Regions from separate parts of the Mus musculus genome. Here all the other regions are linked to region 1. The links are chromatin contacts, called in public Hi-C and HiChIP or PLAC-seq maps. All regions are on one chromosome and are shown on one strand. The core of a region is the stretch at or near the end of the contact, and the rest is flanking DNA. Distances in the headings are between cores, read along the strand shown. Region 1 holds the start of Nemf (nuclear export mediator factor). Region 2 overlaps L2hgdh (L-2-hydroxyglutarate dehydrogenase). Region 3 overlaps Sos2 (SOS Ras/Rho guanine nucleotide exchange factor 2). Region 4 overlaps Sos2 (SOS Ras/Rho guanine nucleotide exchange factor 2).

What was found. Hi-C and Micro-C count contacts between places; a contact is called where the count stands out from the background. HiChIP or PLAC-seq counts read pairs in DNA pulled down with a chosen protein or histone mark.
Region 2: a contact with region 1 is called in a Hi-C map of embryonic stem cells, with 2.9 times the contacts expected there. The contact joins the enhancer-like site here to the promoter of Nemf in region 1. A contact is called at or near these places in 14 of 39 promoter capture datasets (the C10 cell line, the HPC-7 cell line, cranial neural crest and 8 more), 2 of 15 datasets of contacts at CTCF or cohesin (large pre-B cells and pro-B cells), 84 of 484 Hi-C or Micro-C datasets (the AML12 cell line, B cells, the BV-2 cell line and 54 more), 34 of 115 datasets of contacts at active chromatin or transcription factors (the 230-238 cell line, the HPC-7 cell line, the NIH/3T3 cell line and 23 more) and 4 of 9 other capture datasets (adipose tissue, embryonic stem cells, liver and 1 more).
Region 3: a Hi-C map of centroblasts shows a contact between it and region 1, with 2.2 times the contacts expected there. The contact joins the enhancer-like site here to the promoter of Nemf in region 1. A contact is called at or near these places in 19 of 39 promoter capture datasets (the 3T3-L1 cell line, 3T3-L1-derived adipocytes, the C10 cell line and 13 more), 4 of 15 datasets of contacts at CTCF or cohesin (CD8 T cells, the NIH/3T3 cell line, large pre-B cells and 1 more), 20 of 484 Hi-C or Micro-C datasets (B cells, CD4 T cells, CD8 T cells and 14 more), 26 of 115 datasets of contacts at active chromatin or transcription factors (the 230-238 cell line, CD8 T cells, DN3 thymocytes and 20 more) and 4 of 9 other capture datasets (adipose tissue, embryonic stem cells, liver and 1 more).
Region 4: a contact with region 1 is called in an H3K27ac HiChIP or PLAC-seq map of extraembryonic endoderm stem cells. The contact joins the enhancer-like site here to the promoter of Nemf in region 1. A contact is called at or near these places in 17 of 39 promoter capture datasets (the 3T3-L1 cell line, 3T3-L1-derived adipocytes, the C10 cell line and 12 more), 1 of 15 datasets of contacts at CTCF or cohesin (the NIH/3T3 cell line), 1 of 484 Hi-C or Micro-C datasets (bone marrow-derived macrophages), 20 of 115 datasets of contacts at active chromatin or transcription factors (the 230-238 cell line, the HPC-7 cell line, the SCID.adh cell line and 14 more) and 2 of 9 other capture datasets (adipose tissue and liver).

The regions. Positions count from the first base shown.
Region 1 is chr12:69,355,606-69,359,015 of GRCm38.p6, reverse strand. It overlaps Nemf (nuclear export mediator factor), which reads left to right and starts at 1,840. Exons shown (of 33, transcript NM_025441.3): 1 at 1,840-1,965; 2 at 2,669-2,737; 3 at 2,884-2,986. The coding sequence starts at 1,907.
Region 2 is chr12:69,699,734-69,703,143 of GRCm38.p6, reverse strand. It overlaps L2hgdh (L-2-hydroxyglutarate dehydrogenase), which reads left to right. Exons shown (of 10, transcript NM_145443.2): 7 at 774-941; 8 at 1,703-1,860. Among named protein-coding and RNA genes, the nearest start is that of Sos2, 20 kb to the right of the region's middle. Within about 2 kb of position 1,618, at least 7 of the 459 cell types and tissues checked have an H3K27ac peak or open chromatin away from gene starts, as enhancers often do. A contact at or near this core is called in embryonic stem cells, where this site is marked.
Region 3 is chr12:69,633,101-69,636,510 of GRCm38.p6, reverse strand. It overlaps Sos2 (SOS Ras/Rho guanine nucleotide exchange factor 2), which reads left to right. Exons shown (of 23, transcript NM_001135559.1): 6 at 786-929. Among named protein-coding and RNA genes, the nearest start is that of Gm31679, 9.5 kb to the right of the region's middle. Within about 2 kb of position 1,565, at least 12 of the 459 cell types and tissues checked have an H3K27ac peak or open chromatin away from gene starts, as enhancers often do. A contact at or near this core is called in centroblasts and centrocytes, where this site is marked.
Region 4 is chr12:69,617,274-69,620,683 of GRCm38.p6, reverse strand. It overlaps Sos2 (SOS Ras/Rho guanine nucleotide exchange factor 2), which reads left to right. Exons shown (of 23, transcript NM_001135559.1): 9 at 2,504-2,628; 10 at 3,175-3,410. Among named protein-coding and RNA genes, the nearest start is that of Gm31679, 6.3 kb to the left of the region's middle. Within about 2 kb of position 1,908, at least 11 of the 459 cell types and tissues checked have an H3K27ac peak or open chromatin away from gene starts, as enhancers often do. A contact at or near this core is called in extraembryonic endoderm stem cells, where this site is marked.

The DNA of each region.
Region 1 (3,410 bases), core at 591-3,090:
AACCATTTACAGAAGCACTGAAGCTCCATGAGCCCCAGAGCTCCACACTTGACTCAGAGGAAGACTGATAAGAGCTGAAAAAGATTCAGATCTGTTGCTCTCTTCTGAAACATGGTTGTACTTTGATTTTAAATATCCTACAATTTTCTATCAATTTCCCCATGTCCAAGACTCTGTATATGTTTTGGCTGTACATTTAGCCTTCTACTTGTATTTAGGATAGAATAAAAAACTGATGCTTACTACAAAATGCTGTGTTTTAGATCCCTTTCGAGTGCTGGAAGCTTGGTGCCAGGTGTAGCGGTGAAAGCCTTTAAAAATCAGAAATGCTATTGTTCTTGAGAGAAACCAGTTTCACTCATGAAGAAGCTATCATAAGAAGAAGCCTGGCGCGTGCACCCCTGCTGCTTCCGTCTCACCTCGGAACTGCCCCCTCTCTTTCCATGTGCTTCCCTCAAGATGCTGGAATGTAGCAGGGGGGCTGCCCTTGTTAGATTGAAATAGATGTGGCTACTCAGTTTCAGAGTTCCAGCTGCTAAAACTGTGAACTTTGTACATTGTTTAACTGTTGGTATTTTGTTACAACAATAGAAACTAGATTAACACATTTGCCAACATTAAAGGTTTATGATCTATCTGGGCATGATAGTATGTACCTGCAATTCCAATACCAATGAGGCTGGAATCAGAGGGAGACTGAGGACAGCCTGGCTTATAGGGTGAGTTTAGACTAACCTTGACTATATAGCATGCCCTGTCTCAAAAGCAGAGTAATTACAAAAATCCTTATGTTTTTAGATATACAAATTTGACACTTTCCCTGCTTTCTTTTGCTTTTTTGGTCACCCATTCTAAGAACTTATAGCGATGTGAATGCTAATGACTTTAAACTTTTAAATACATGTTTCACTGATTTTAAAATTCCTCCAGTTTCTAAATGTGTTGGTAATTTCAGCACTCAAAAAGGCAGAGACAAGAAAATTCAGAGTTCTAAGGTGTCCTGGGCTACATAGAAAGACCCTGTATCAAAAATGACCATGACAACCACCCCCCCACACACACACACCTTCCACTGTCCAAAACTAGTAGATTTTTGTTCTTAGTTTTAGATTTGTTTATTACTAACATTAGAACTTTTAAAAAGAAAAATTTAGACGAATTAACTATCGTATATTTGAACCCTGAATAATTTATGTATGAATTGGTAGCATGCAGAACTTGAAGCAGTTTAGAGAACGCTGGGGTGTGGGAGGAGAACTTTTTCTCCTTCTCCCATGGGAACTCTTACTTTATTTTTATCTGACATCTTTACTTAGTGAATTTTTGAGTATTTGAGGTGCCAAGAATTTATGAAACTCGGGCTATATAGAACCCCACCCCATTCAACTTGAATGAGAATTCTACAGTATGCCGCAGAATCCTATTTCGGAGAGTAGTACCCAGCAAAATAGGAACCCATCTCTACGGCTTGTCAGAGTCAGGGAAAACCAACCGTTGGTTTTTGTCTAGTCTCAAATTCGCGTTTAGAAAGACCCCTTGCTCTTCCATCCTGAGCGATAGCGCCTTCCTGGGGCAACTGATTAATGGTTAATGACCTACAGGATCCTAATGGAGACCCATTTTAATCCCCAAACAAGGGGACGGGATTAACCCGGTCATTGTTCAAGGAAAGGACGCAGTTTCGAGAAGGTAGTTAGTTCTATGTCGAGTTTTTTTTACACAGTGAAAAAAATAATTGATCATGATTTGACAACAAACTTCGGTTAAATAGCGCACTTTCACTATAAGTAATATTGGGTCATTTGGGTTGCCGTAGACACAAGCCAAGCGCTCATGCGCAGAAGCATAGTGGTCCTGCGTCGGCTCAGTCCCTGAAAGGACTGCGGTAGCGACACGCAGCCTAGCCATGAAGAGCCGGTTCAGCACGGTTGACCTCCGCGCAGTGCTCGCGGAACTGAATGCGAGGTATGGTGGTGGGAGTGGACAGGCTCGTTCACAGCAGAGGGAGCGGAGGCCGGGCACCGGGTGGTCGCGAGACGGAGAGCCTCACGGTCGTCCCGGTGCCTCGGGGATTCTCTAGGCCTGGGGGCCGAGCCCGGGGCCGGTGCCCCCGGGAGACACCCCCCCCCCCCCCCCCCCCGGGGACCGTGCCTGATGCTGCATCTCCCTGGCGCTGATTCCGAGAGGTCTTGCCGGGGTGGCCTGAGTCCCGCAGCGAGCGTTTGGTAGAACGGGAGTGATCGTCTTTGCTCCAGACTGGCGGCCTGGCTTCTTCAGAATTCCCGTCCTTCTTCCCAAAGAGAAGTAGCAGGGCCTTCCAGCTGAAATGGGCAGATTTGGACCTGTGTCCTGGACTTGTCGCCTATTCAGCTGTGTGAGCTTTGTCGCATTTTCGGGGACTCGGCTACTTCCTCCGCTCCGAATAAGTCATTTAGACTTAATTTTACTGTATTTACACCCCCCACCCCACCCCAGCACTAGTAGTCTGGTGTTACTGAGATCAACAGGCCACTTTTGTGCTTAAAAGTCTACATTTAATTTGAGGATACCTTTATAGGCGGTGGAGGTATCTTAGCGGAAGAGTTCCTTTTCCACAACACCAATAAATGATGGAAAGTTTTGCTTCAACCAAGAACAATGATTTGTTATATGTTTCTTTTTTTTTCAGCTTGCTAGGAATGAGAGTAAACAACGTTTATGATGTGGATAACAAGACATATCTTATTCGGCTTCAAAAGTAAGAATATTTTATAAGATTGTTTTTGGTAAATTATGATATATATATATATATATATATCCTGCATTTTAGGTTTTGTTTTTTTAAATTCAGAGAATAAGTTTTGGCAAATTCCCTAAAGAAAAATTTGGCTTTCTCTTGAACAGACCTGATTTTAAAGCTACACTGTTACTTGAGTCTGGTATACGTATTCATACAACAGAATTTGAGTGGCCTAAGAACATGATGCCGTCGAGTTTTGCCATGAAGGTAAATTTTAAGTTTGGAGCTAATTTTTAAAACTCCATTTATCTATCTATTTATCATGTATGTATGTATGTGTGTGTGTGTGTGTGTCTGTGTAGGTGGAAACAACAAACAGGTACAACTTGGGGCTCTCAAGTGAATGTCAGAAGACAACCTGGGGGGGAGTCAGTTTTGCTGTGAGATGAGGGGTCAGGGGTAAGATCCAACTTAAATCCCCAGACTTGATCCATGTGCCTTAATCTGCTGACCTGGAACTTGCTTCATTGTTGTTGTTGTTGTTGTTGTTGATCCATGTGCCTTAATCTGCTGACCTGGAACTTGCTTCATTGTTGTTGTTGTTGTTGTTGTTGTTTGTTGTTGTTGTTGTTGTTTCGTTGTTGTTGTTGTTGTTTCATTGTTGTTGTTGTTTGAAACAGAGTTTGCCTGT
Region 2 (3,410 bases), core at 369-2,868, 340 kb before region 1:
GCCTTGAACTCCCTTCTGTTTCAGCCACTCAAGTTCTGGTATTGTAGGGATTTACCACTATGTGTAGCTTCAAATTCATTTTTGTACGTTTTATAAAAGAGGGTCCAGTTTTGCTGATAGTTACATTGAATTTGCTCTTTCAGAAAAAAAAAATATGTATTTATCCTTATTTTTTAGCATCTGTTTTCTCCCCTTTGACCTATTTATTCCTTTATACAAGCATATGTGCGTGTGCATGTGTGTGTGGGTAGCCTAGGTTAGCCAGGGCTATACAGTAAGAATGCCTGCCACCCCCAGTCCCTGGAAAAGTATCTCAGCATATATGGACTATATAATGGGATTCAGTGTGTTGTTTCCATACGTGCATATAGTTTGTTGATTAAACCCAAACTTCCTTTACCCATCTTCTATATTGCAACCTCTGTTAATTCCTCATTCAGTTGTAGTGTTTTGGGTTTTTCTTTTTTTTTTTTTTTTTTTTGGTGGTGCACACACACACTTTATTTATTTATTTATTACATGTAAGTACACTGTAGCTGTCTTCAGACGCACCAGAAGAGGGCATCAGATCTCATTATGGGTGGTTGTGAGCCACCATGTGGTTGCTGGGATTTGAACTTCAGACCTTCGGAAGAGCAGTCAGGTACTCTTACCCACTTAGCCATCTCACCAGCCCCCGTGTTTTGGGTTTTAAGGTTTCACCCACAGACAAGGGCTGCCACATTTTCTTTCTCATGTTTAGAAACTAACCATGCGTCTTTATTTTGTTCCAGGGAAAGGAGATTCGGTGTCGATATGTTGTCACATGTGCTGGTCTTTACTCTGACCGTATTTCAGAGTTGAGTGGCTGCAATCCTGACCCTCAAATTGTCCCATTCCGGGGAGATTACCTGGTCTTAAAGCCAGAAAAGGGCTACCTTGTAAAAGGAAATATTTATCCGGTAAGTAATGATCCTTCTGTCTTCTCACTATCAAGTTAGTCGGAGCCACAAAGGAAATGAAAATAAAAAATGTTTACCTGCTTTAGAAAGGGTTTCAGGGCTGTGTGCGTCATAATATCATCTGCCTGCTGTGGGTCTGTTCCCAAAGCCGCCTTCTGCTCTGTGGGTCACATGTCTCTGAAAGCACGAGTACACCCTGGAGTACAAGAACCAGCTCCTCCCTCCCCTGTGGGAGAGCAGCAGGAATACTGATGCCTTCAGTGCACTGGGAACAGGGGGCTATGGCTGCTCCAGTTCCAGGAGGTAAAAGTTGGGGGTGTGTATATGGAGCGCGCGCTCTCCTGCCTGCGGTTACCCTGCTGATGAGCCAGTCCCTGGGAGAATGGGAGGCTCCACTGGTGACTGACTTGTCTGCTGCTGCTCACTTCCCCGAGGCCTAGGCTGGAGATGTGTACATTTCTTCCCGGCAGCCATGAATTGCCTGCCAGTCACAGACCTCTCTTATAGGAGAAAGAGCCAAGATTATGACAGTTCATCTTTTCTCCCTTTCCCAGAAAGATGGATAAGTGGAACAATATATATTAATGTCACTAGCATTTAAAAACAGGATGTGTGTTAATAGAGAATCCTCCCTGAATACAGCTCGTGACGCGTTCAAATGTGTGGGAGGAGCTCTCTTACGTCACCAGTTAGATGCTTGTGTGCGCAGTACACGGGAACGTGAACTGTGCTAACCGTTCATCGTTGTGTTGAGTCTGCAGGTCCCAGACAGCCGGTTTCCTTTCCTTGGAGTTCACTTTACGCCCAGGTTGGATGGCACTATTTGGCTAGGGCCTAATGCAGTGCTTGCCTTTAAACGGGAAGGTTACAGACCCTTTGACTTCGATGCCAGAGATGTTATGGAAGTAATTCTCAAAAGGTAATAATGTCTGTCACCTTTAAGAAGATTTTATGTACTTGGTTTTTTTTTTAACTCCAGAAGTTTTTGATATTCTGATAGACTAAACCTTCATTTATGTGACTGTTATTGTTTATTATTCCCAATTAAGATCTTTCTGTAATAAGCATAAACTTGATTATTTGGTTTTGATGCTAAGGATTGAAGGCAGAACCTTGTACATACCAGCAAGAGGGTTTTTCCAAGTGTAATGCTTTACTGCCTCACAAAAGATTTTGATGAACCAGGGTAATAACGTCTTAGCTAAAAGGAAAGTAAGGCCAAAGTCATTCATAAATAAAAGTAGTTTCTTGTCCTAGGCAGTGGAGGCACACACCTTTAATCCCAGCACTTGGGAGGCAGAGGCAGACAGATTTCTGAGTTCAAGGCCAGCCTGGTCTACAAAGTGAGTTCCAGGACAGTCAGGGTTACACAGAGAAACCCTGTATCAAAAAACAAAAATAAAATAAAATAAAATCTGGTAGTTCATATCTTAAATGTTACTAAAAGACCAGAAACAACTTTGAAAAGACCATTTCAAGCTAGTCACCATTGTTTTGTAAGCTGTTAGATAAAATTTACTAATGAAATGGCACATACACTTGTGTGTGTGTGTGTGTGTGTGTGTGTGTGTGTGTGTGTATCTAAGGTTGATACCATATAGACTTATGACACTGTTCTAAGAAATAGCCTTATATTTGGGTTTTCCTGTGTGCATGCACATGTGTGTGGGTGTGCCACATGCATGTGTATGTGTAGGCCATAGTTTGATGTCAAGTGTGTTGTGCTTTATAAATGGCGGTATAATGCAGTGGGAGGGAGCATCTCAGTGGGCCTGGCCAGGGTGCTGCCCTGAGGAGTCACTGCCATACCATAGTTCAGTACAAAGGGAAGGTTATTGGAGGAAGGGAAAGGGCCTGGTTAAAAGGGGGTGGGGGGAGACAGAGACAGGAAGAGTGGGGTTTGGCTTGTACCTGGCAGGTTGGGCAAGGCCTAGGGGAGTTGCCAACCAGGTGAGGCCTAGGGGAGTTGCCAACCAGGTGTCTTCCTCAGTCATTATCCTCCTTATTTTGTTTTGGAGACACACTCAACTAGGAGCTCATTGATTCATCTAGACCAGCTGGCCAGCAAGCCCCAGGGGGCTATTTCTCCTTCACCTTCTTGAGTATGCTTGGCAAACACATAGTTACCAAATGCGCTTTCTCCCAGCCCGCTGGTCTGTTTAGCAGTCTTTCTCTTCAGAAGAGTTTATATACAACCAGTGGAAAGCATTTTAAATTATGTATGGGCTTTACCCTCTGCAGGCTCTTAACAGAGGATTAGGTTGACCTTCTTAGCATGTGTACAGAATCTCACTTAAGAACTACTACTAGAATATTGTGCCTCTGCCAGACTAAACTAGGGTAAGTGTCGCACTGTTTTAAAGACGCCTCTTTAGTGTATTGAAAGCATTAGAAAGCCTGAACACTAGCAAGACTACCATTCTGAAGTCGAGTTCCTTATAAATTTTGAATATGAGTGAATTCCTCTCC
Region 3 (3,410 bases), core at 316-2,815, 280 kb before region 1:
TAATGACTTAACCTAAACATAATAATTCAAGCATTGCAATTTTATGACATCTTTAGTTCCTTTCAAAATCTAGAATGTGAGCAATAAATTGAACAACCAAATTATATCTAGGAGTTATTTCCATTCTGATCAGCTATTGTCATTAGCTTATGCTTTAAAACCTTCATTCTGTCAACATCTTAGCCAATTCAAAACACACAAATGCTAGGATTATTTTATAGAGAGAAATGTTTATGATGTTTATAGTATAAGATTTGAGTATTGTGAATTCTAGCTATCTAGAATTTATATTTTCTAGTTTATTTACTATCTCTGATCTAAGAGATTCTTAAAAATTGCCTTTTTATTCATGATTGACTTTTACTGAACATACACACACACACACACACACACACACACACGGAGGTCAGAGGTCAGCCTGTAGGACCTCCTTCACTGTCTGTGTCCAGGGATGGGACTCGGATGGCTGTGCTCAATGGCCATTGCCTGCTAAGCTGTCTGACTAACGCCTTCCTTTTGAGACAGGTCTGTTTGTGAACCTGGAGCTCATTTATTCTGCTAGGCTGGCTGGCTCATGAGCAGCAGGGATCACCTGACTCTGTTGCTCTATCCTGGGGTCACAGATGCACACCAGCCCATTTGGTTTTCACTGAATGCTGGGCTCTGAACTCAGGTCGTCTTCTGCAGTAAACAGTTATTGGCTCAGGTGCCTCAGCCTGCTCCCATATCATGTAGGAATGTGTCAACATGATTCTTATATGCCTTAACTGTTTTTTCTTTTTTAGGAAATTGAAAAGATTTTCAGTAACATTTCAGATATACATGAATTGACTGTGAAACTTTTAGGTTTAATTGAAGACACAGTAGAAATGACAGATGAAAGTAGTCCTCATCCATTAGCTGGTAGCTGTTTTGAAGATTTAGCAGAGGTAAGTATATAGAACCACTTTAAACTGTCACTAAAGTCCTAAAAATTGTATCAAGAAATTTCATAACTTTTTTTTTTTTGTGAAATTTAAAGGCACTGTTGACTACTATTAAAAAATACTCCAGATTCAGTTATGCTGCCTGTAGCTTTAGCAGTACCTTGTGTTTGCAGCTTTGAACTCACTACTGATGCTCTAGCCTCTTGGGTAGCTAAGATGCAAGAGTGTTCTGATGCCCAGCTACTGAGAGTTTCTTTGTAGTGTCCTTATGCTAGCATTTAGTGTAAAAGCTCACATACTAAAGTAATAATATGTAGGAATTATTTAATACTAAGTACATTTAAGGTAAAGGAAATAATTTGTTCATATTATTCTCTAGCTACTGGGAAATTTAGACTTCATTTTTAAAAATTAAAAGGTTTCTTTCGAAGTAAACTCTCATTTTGTTCTTTTAAATTATAAAAGTGATATATATTTTAAAATTGTTCAAAATTAAATATAAAGATGACCACTATAACATAAAATTTGTCCTTTTATTAATATTGTTTATTTTATATGTATGGGTGTTTTGCCTGCATGTATGGCTGTGCACCACATACATGCAGTACCCATGGAGGTCAGAAGAGGGTGTGGATCTCCTGAGACTGGCTGTACAGATAGTTGTGAGCTGCAATTTGGGTAATGAGACTTGAAGCCCAGTCTTCTACAATAGCAGCGAATCCTCCTAACCACTAAGCTTCTCTCCAGGCGCCTACATTTATCCTTAGTAAATATTCCCTGTGCATTTTTATAGAGCTATGTGCATATTTACAAGAATAATGTTCTCTTGCTTTATGTTTTTCATTTTATTATATTTTCCATGTTAGTAAATATATATTATTTATGTATCATTATGTACCAGAATATATATTGTTCTTATATTTCCTCTTATATGTCCTCTTTGGACATCTTCCCATACTCACTGGTCCTTTCCTACCTGTGGAGATTGGCTCTTTAAAAGTGTTGCTTTTAGATCTCTTACACAAAAACCACGGACTTCCATAATTTCTGCCTATATCTTCTGAAAATAGAGATTATTTTTATTATGTCCATTTTGTTACTGAGTATTAGCTTGCTTTTATTTCTGATTTTTGAAACACAGAGTCCTGCTGTGTATCCCATTCTGACCTTGAACATTTAGTCTTCCTGTGTTGGCCTCCTGAGCATGGTATTACAGGCCTGAGTCCCAGTGCCTGGTTCACCCTTTGTTCATAATAACCTATTTTATATTTGATAGCAACTTATGGTCTCATTAATTTGCTATGCCCTAAAAGGTACTTCGCTTCTAAAAATGTTGTATTATTTTTATTTTGAATTTTGAATATATAAGAAAATGACATTTGAATGTTGACCACATTTTATTAGATTTATTTATTTGTGTGCATGTGTGTTTGTGCATGCATGCATGTGTATGTATGTGCATGTGGACACCAGAGAACAATTTGCAAGAGTTGGTTCTCCTTCCTACCCTACAGGTCCCAGGAGCCAGTTAAATCATTAGGCTTGGTGGCAAACCCCTTTGTCTGCTGAATCATCCCACCAACCCCATTTTAATGACTTGTAAATGTGTAGTTCAGTAATACCTAAATTCTTTTTTTTTTCTTTCCATTTTTTATTAGGTATTTAGCTCATTTACATTTCCAATGCTATACCAAAAGTCCCCCATACCCACCCACCCCCACTCCCCTACCCGCCCACTCCCCCTTTTTGGCCCTGGCGTTCCCCTGTTCTGGGGCATATAAAATTTGTGTGTCCAATGGGCCTCTCTTTCCAGTGATGGCCGACTAGGCCATCTTTTGATACATATGCAGCTAGAGTCAAGAGCTCCGGGGTACTGGTTAGTTCATAATGTTGATCCACCTATAGGGTTGCAGATCCCTTTAGCTCCTTGGGTACTTTCTCTAGCTCCTCCATTGGGAGCCCTGTGATCCATCCATTAGCTGACTGTGGGCATCCACTTCTGTGAATACCTAAATTCTTAATATTATATGGTCATAACCACTGTTTATTTCCAAAAATAATTCATCATCCCAAATAAAAACAAAAACTTGCCAATGAACAATAATAGCACCCTCTCCTGATGTTCGTGCACGTCAGAACATCATTCCTTCCTCTGAGTAAGTGATGCTCTGACACATGCCCTGCCTAGTTAGAACATCCCTAAGCTGCAGATCCAAAGTCTGACACGTTCTGAGATCCAGCACTCAGGGCCTGCACTCACTAATGTGGGTTTGCAGGACATTCTGGATTCTTAGGCTAGAGAGACTCCGCCCCCCAAAACTCTAAACTCTGAAACACTTCTGTTCTTGAAGCATTTCTCGGAGGGAATACCCAGCATGCGTCTCGCTTGTTATTCTCACTTTTAAGAACAGTGCTTAATGCTTGGGGTTTTCAGGTACTGGGGATATAATTCAGTATGAGAATACTGGCTCATGTGGTACTTAT
Region 4 (3,410 bases), core at 659-3,158, 260 kb before region 1:
TAAATTCAGATTGTGAAATAAATTGGATGTTTAAATTTTCCTGAAGTGATAATTTTCATATAGTTATATAAATATGCACTTACACAATTTCTTTATAATACCTATGTAATACTTTGTTCTCTATCAAAAAGATTAAAATATTGGCATATAATCTAACATAAATTATTAAAAGGTAAACATTTTTTCCTTTCAAGAGAAAGTGTTTTCTTCTGAGAGAAATATTAAAGAAAAGTTTCAGCAAGTGAAATAAAGCCAAATTTTGAGAGATTAAAAAATTAGATAAGAGCCGGTCGTGGTGGCGCACTCGGGAGGCAGAGGCAGGCGGATTTCTGAGTTCGAGGCCAGCCTGGTCTACAGAGTGACTTCCAGGACAGCCAGGGCTACACAGAGAAACCCTGTTTCGAAAAACCAACCAACCAAACAAACAAAATTAGATAAAAATGCTTATTTCTAAGGATTATAAGGATTATTACAAAATTTTTAAGATTAACCTTCATGGCTTCTGGATACTGCAGGGGTTGAATTTAATGTTATAACAATGTCCTCCTGCAGAGGGTCTGGTTCGATTGCCAGTACCTACAGTACCTACAACCATCTGGGACTTCAGCTCCAGGGGAAAGAATGCCCCCTTCTTGCCTCTGTGGGCACCAGGTACAAATTGGCATGTAGATATGTATGTAGACTAAGCACCCATAAACATATAATAATGTAAAAATTAAAAGTATACCAATAAAACCCTTTATAGTGTTTGGTTACACACAGCTTTTGACACATTGAAATGTTAAATTTGCTTATTTTATTCTGTTGTAAAACAAATATATGTCAACTTTTTAAATTGCCAGAACTTAAGTATTTAACAGAGAGTATGTAGTAATTTTAGGAGTTTATCTTATTGTATGTCTTCATATTAGTGAATAAAAGTAACTTTAAAAAAAAAAAAAACCAACAAACTTTGAAAGCCAGACCTGGTGTACATACCTTCGATCCCAGCACTCGGGAGGCACAAACAGTTCTCTGTGAGTTTGAGGCCAGCCTGGTCTACAAAGCTAGTCTAGGACAGCCAGGGCTCTGTTACACAGAGAAACCCCATCTTGAACAACCACGAGAAAAGTGTTGCTTTGTAATTGTGTGTGTAGTATTGAGGTGGGTGTGGGTGGGCGCTGGGGACACAGGTGGAGGGCAGAGGACAGGCTGTGGAGTTGGTACTCCTTCTGCCTTTCTGTGGGTTCTGCACACGGAACTCAAGTCATTAGGTTTGCCTAGCAAGCGAGTTAGCCAATTAGCCATCCCGCTGGCCCTAAAGTAACTCTTAAAAGTCATGCTTTAAATACTTTAAATTATTTTGTATAATAAAAAGTTCCTAAATCATTTCACAGTTATCTTTTTCATTGACTTTTATGCTGACAGTACTTTATATCTTCATTGGGTTTGTTAACAGAGGGTTGGTTTTAAGAAGTCAGATGGTATATGTAATTATACAAAGTTACAGTTGTCTTTATTAACTATATTAGTCTTTTTGCTGTGTCCAAATATCTGACAAGAAACAAAGTTAGTGAGGAAGGAGTATGGTTGAAGAAGGGATGTAGTCCATCACTGGGGGAAGCATGGCAGCATCCTCAGTCAGGAAGCGAAGGACTGCAAGGAAGGCCAGGCTACTGAAAGAAAGATGAAATTTCAAGACCTGTAAGTCATATCAACTACTCAGAAATTGCTGGTTGTTTGTGAGCTAGAGGCTGCCTGGGGCTGAGAATAAAGAAAAACAAACCCGGGTATGCCCCGTAGTTAAAACATTCCTGGGAACATCTTGACCATAAGATAAAGAAAAATGCAAGGACACAAGCAGGGCTATCTTGTCTGAGTCAATCCCATCTGGCTGGAACCTCCCCTCTGTCTTTGGCCCCTTGACACAGGGTAAAGTCATACATCAACTGGTTGCTATGTGAACAAAGATAAGCACCCAGCCCACAGGAACAAAGTCCTGATGCCCTTTCTCTGACGTGTAATCTTTCTGTTGTTTGAATGAGCGAATCCCATACCTTTGTTGAAATTCCTCGCACCCCTAACCCTTATTCTTTCATAAAAACCCCTAGTTTTCGAGCCTCGTGGCCAACATCCGTTATCTCCTGTGTGGGATACATGTCGGTCCGGAGCTCCGTCATTAAACTGCCTCATGTGATTACAGCAAGATAGATTCTCATGTTTCTTTGGGTGCTCTCTCCCGAGATTAGAGTGGGGGTCCCTGAAAGGGGGTCTTACACTACAAAACCTTCAGATGCCCCAGTGGGAGGGAAGCCCACCTCCTAATGGTTCCACAGCCTTCATCACACAGTGCTACCAGCGGGAACAAAGTGTGCAGACACATAAGCCTATGGGAGACATTGCACCATCAACTGCAGCATTAAATACATTGAGGTTTTAAATATCTGTTTCCACTTTAACTACAAAGAAGTTGAGAGTAGAACCAAAGAATGTAATTTTTTTTCTCCCCTCCCCCCCTTAGCAGTTGAAGGCATGCAGTGAAGAGCAGGAGGACAAAGAGTGCTTGAATCAGGCTATAACTGCCCTCATGAACCTCCAAGGCAGCATGGACCGCATTTACAAGCAGCACTCCCCCAGACGCCGGCCTGGGTAAGTCTGGACCGTGCTTCTTCACCGTGTGTGATAGCCTCTGTTCCAGGTGGGATTTACAATGACACCACGGTCTTGAAAATTATGCTTATGCTTTTGTGACCTGTGTTAGTCAGGAAATCACCAAACTACCATTGTTACATTGATAGGATATAGCTTACAAATTTAAATATATATTTACTGAAATTTTATGTAATTTTCTGCAGTGTGGAATTTTTTAATAATTTTAGTTCTTATGGCTCAAGGAATAAAATATTCAGCTGTAATATTTACTTTGGTAGTAGTAAAATCGAGTTAGCTGCTATTGAGGGGCAGGGCTAGAAGAAAATAATTGTTAGAAATATAGTTTAATATTTCATTATTTAAGCTTTTGAATGCTGAGTATTCAAACCCAGGGCTTTTTACATGCTAAGTATGGACTCAGTCATTGAAGTATACCCCTCAACTCAGCTTAATACTTTGGTTATTTGATTTGGGATTACATAATCATTATCACTGAATAAGCCAAAAGTTACCTTGCTTTTTAACATTTTCTTTTTCTTTTAGGGATCCAGTTTGCCTTTTTTACAATCGTCAATTAAGAAGCAAACACCTGGCTATCAAAAAAATGAATGAAATTCAGAAAAACATAGATGGGTGGGAAGGCAAAGATATCGGACAGTGTTGTAATGAGTTCATAATGGAGGGGCCACTGACCAGAATTGGTGCTAAACACGAAAGGCATATCTTTCTCTTTGATGGCTTAATGATCAGCTGTAAACCCAATCATGGCCAGACCCGGC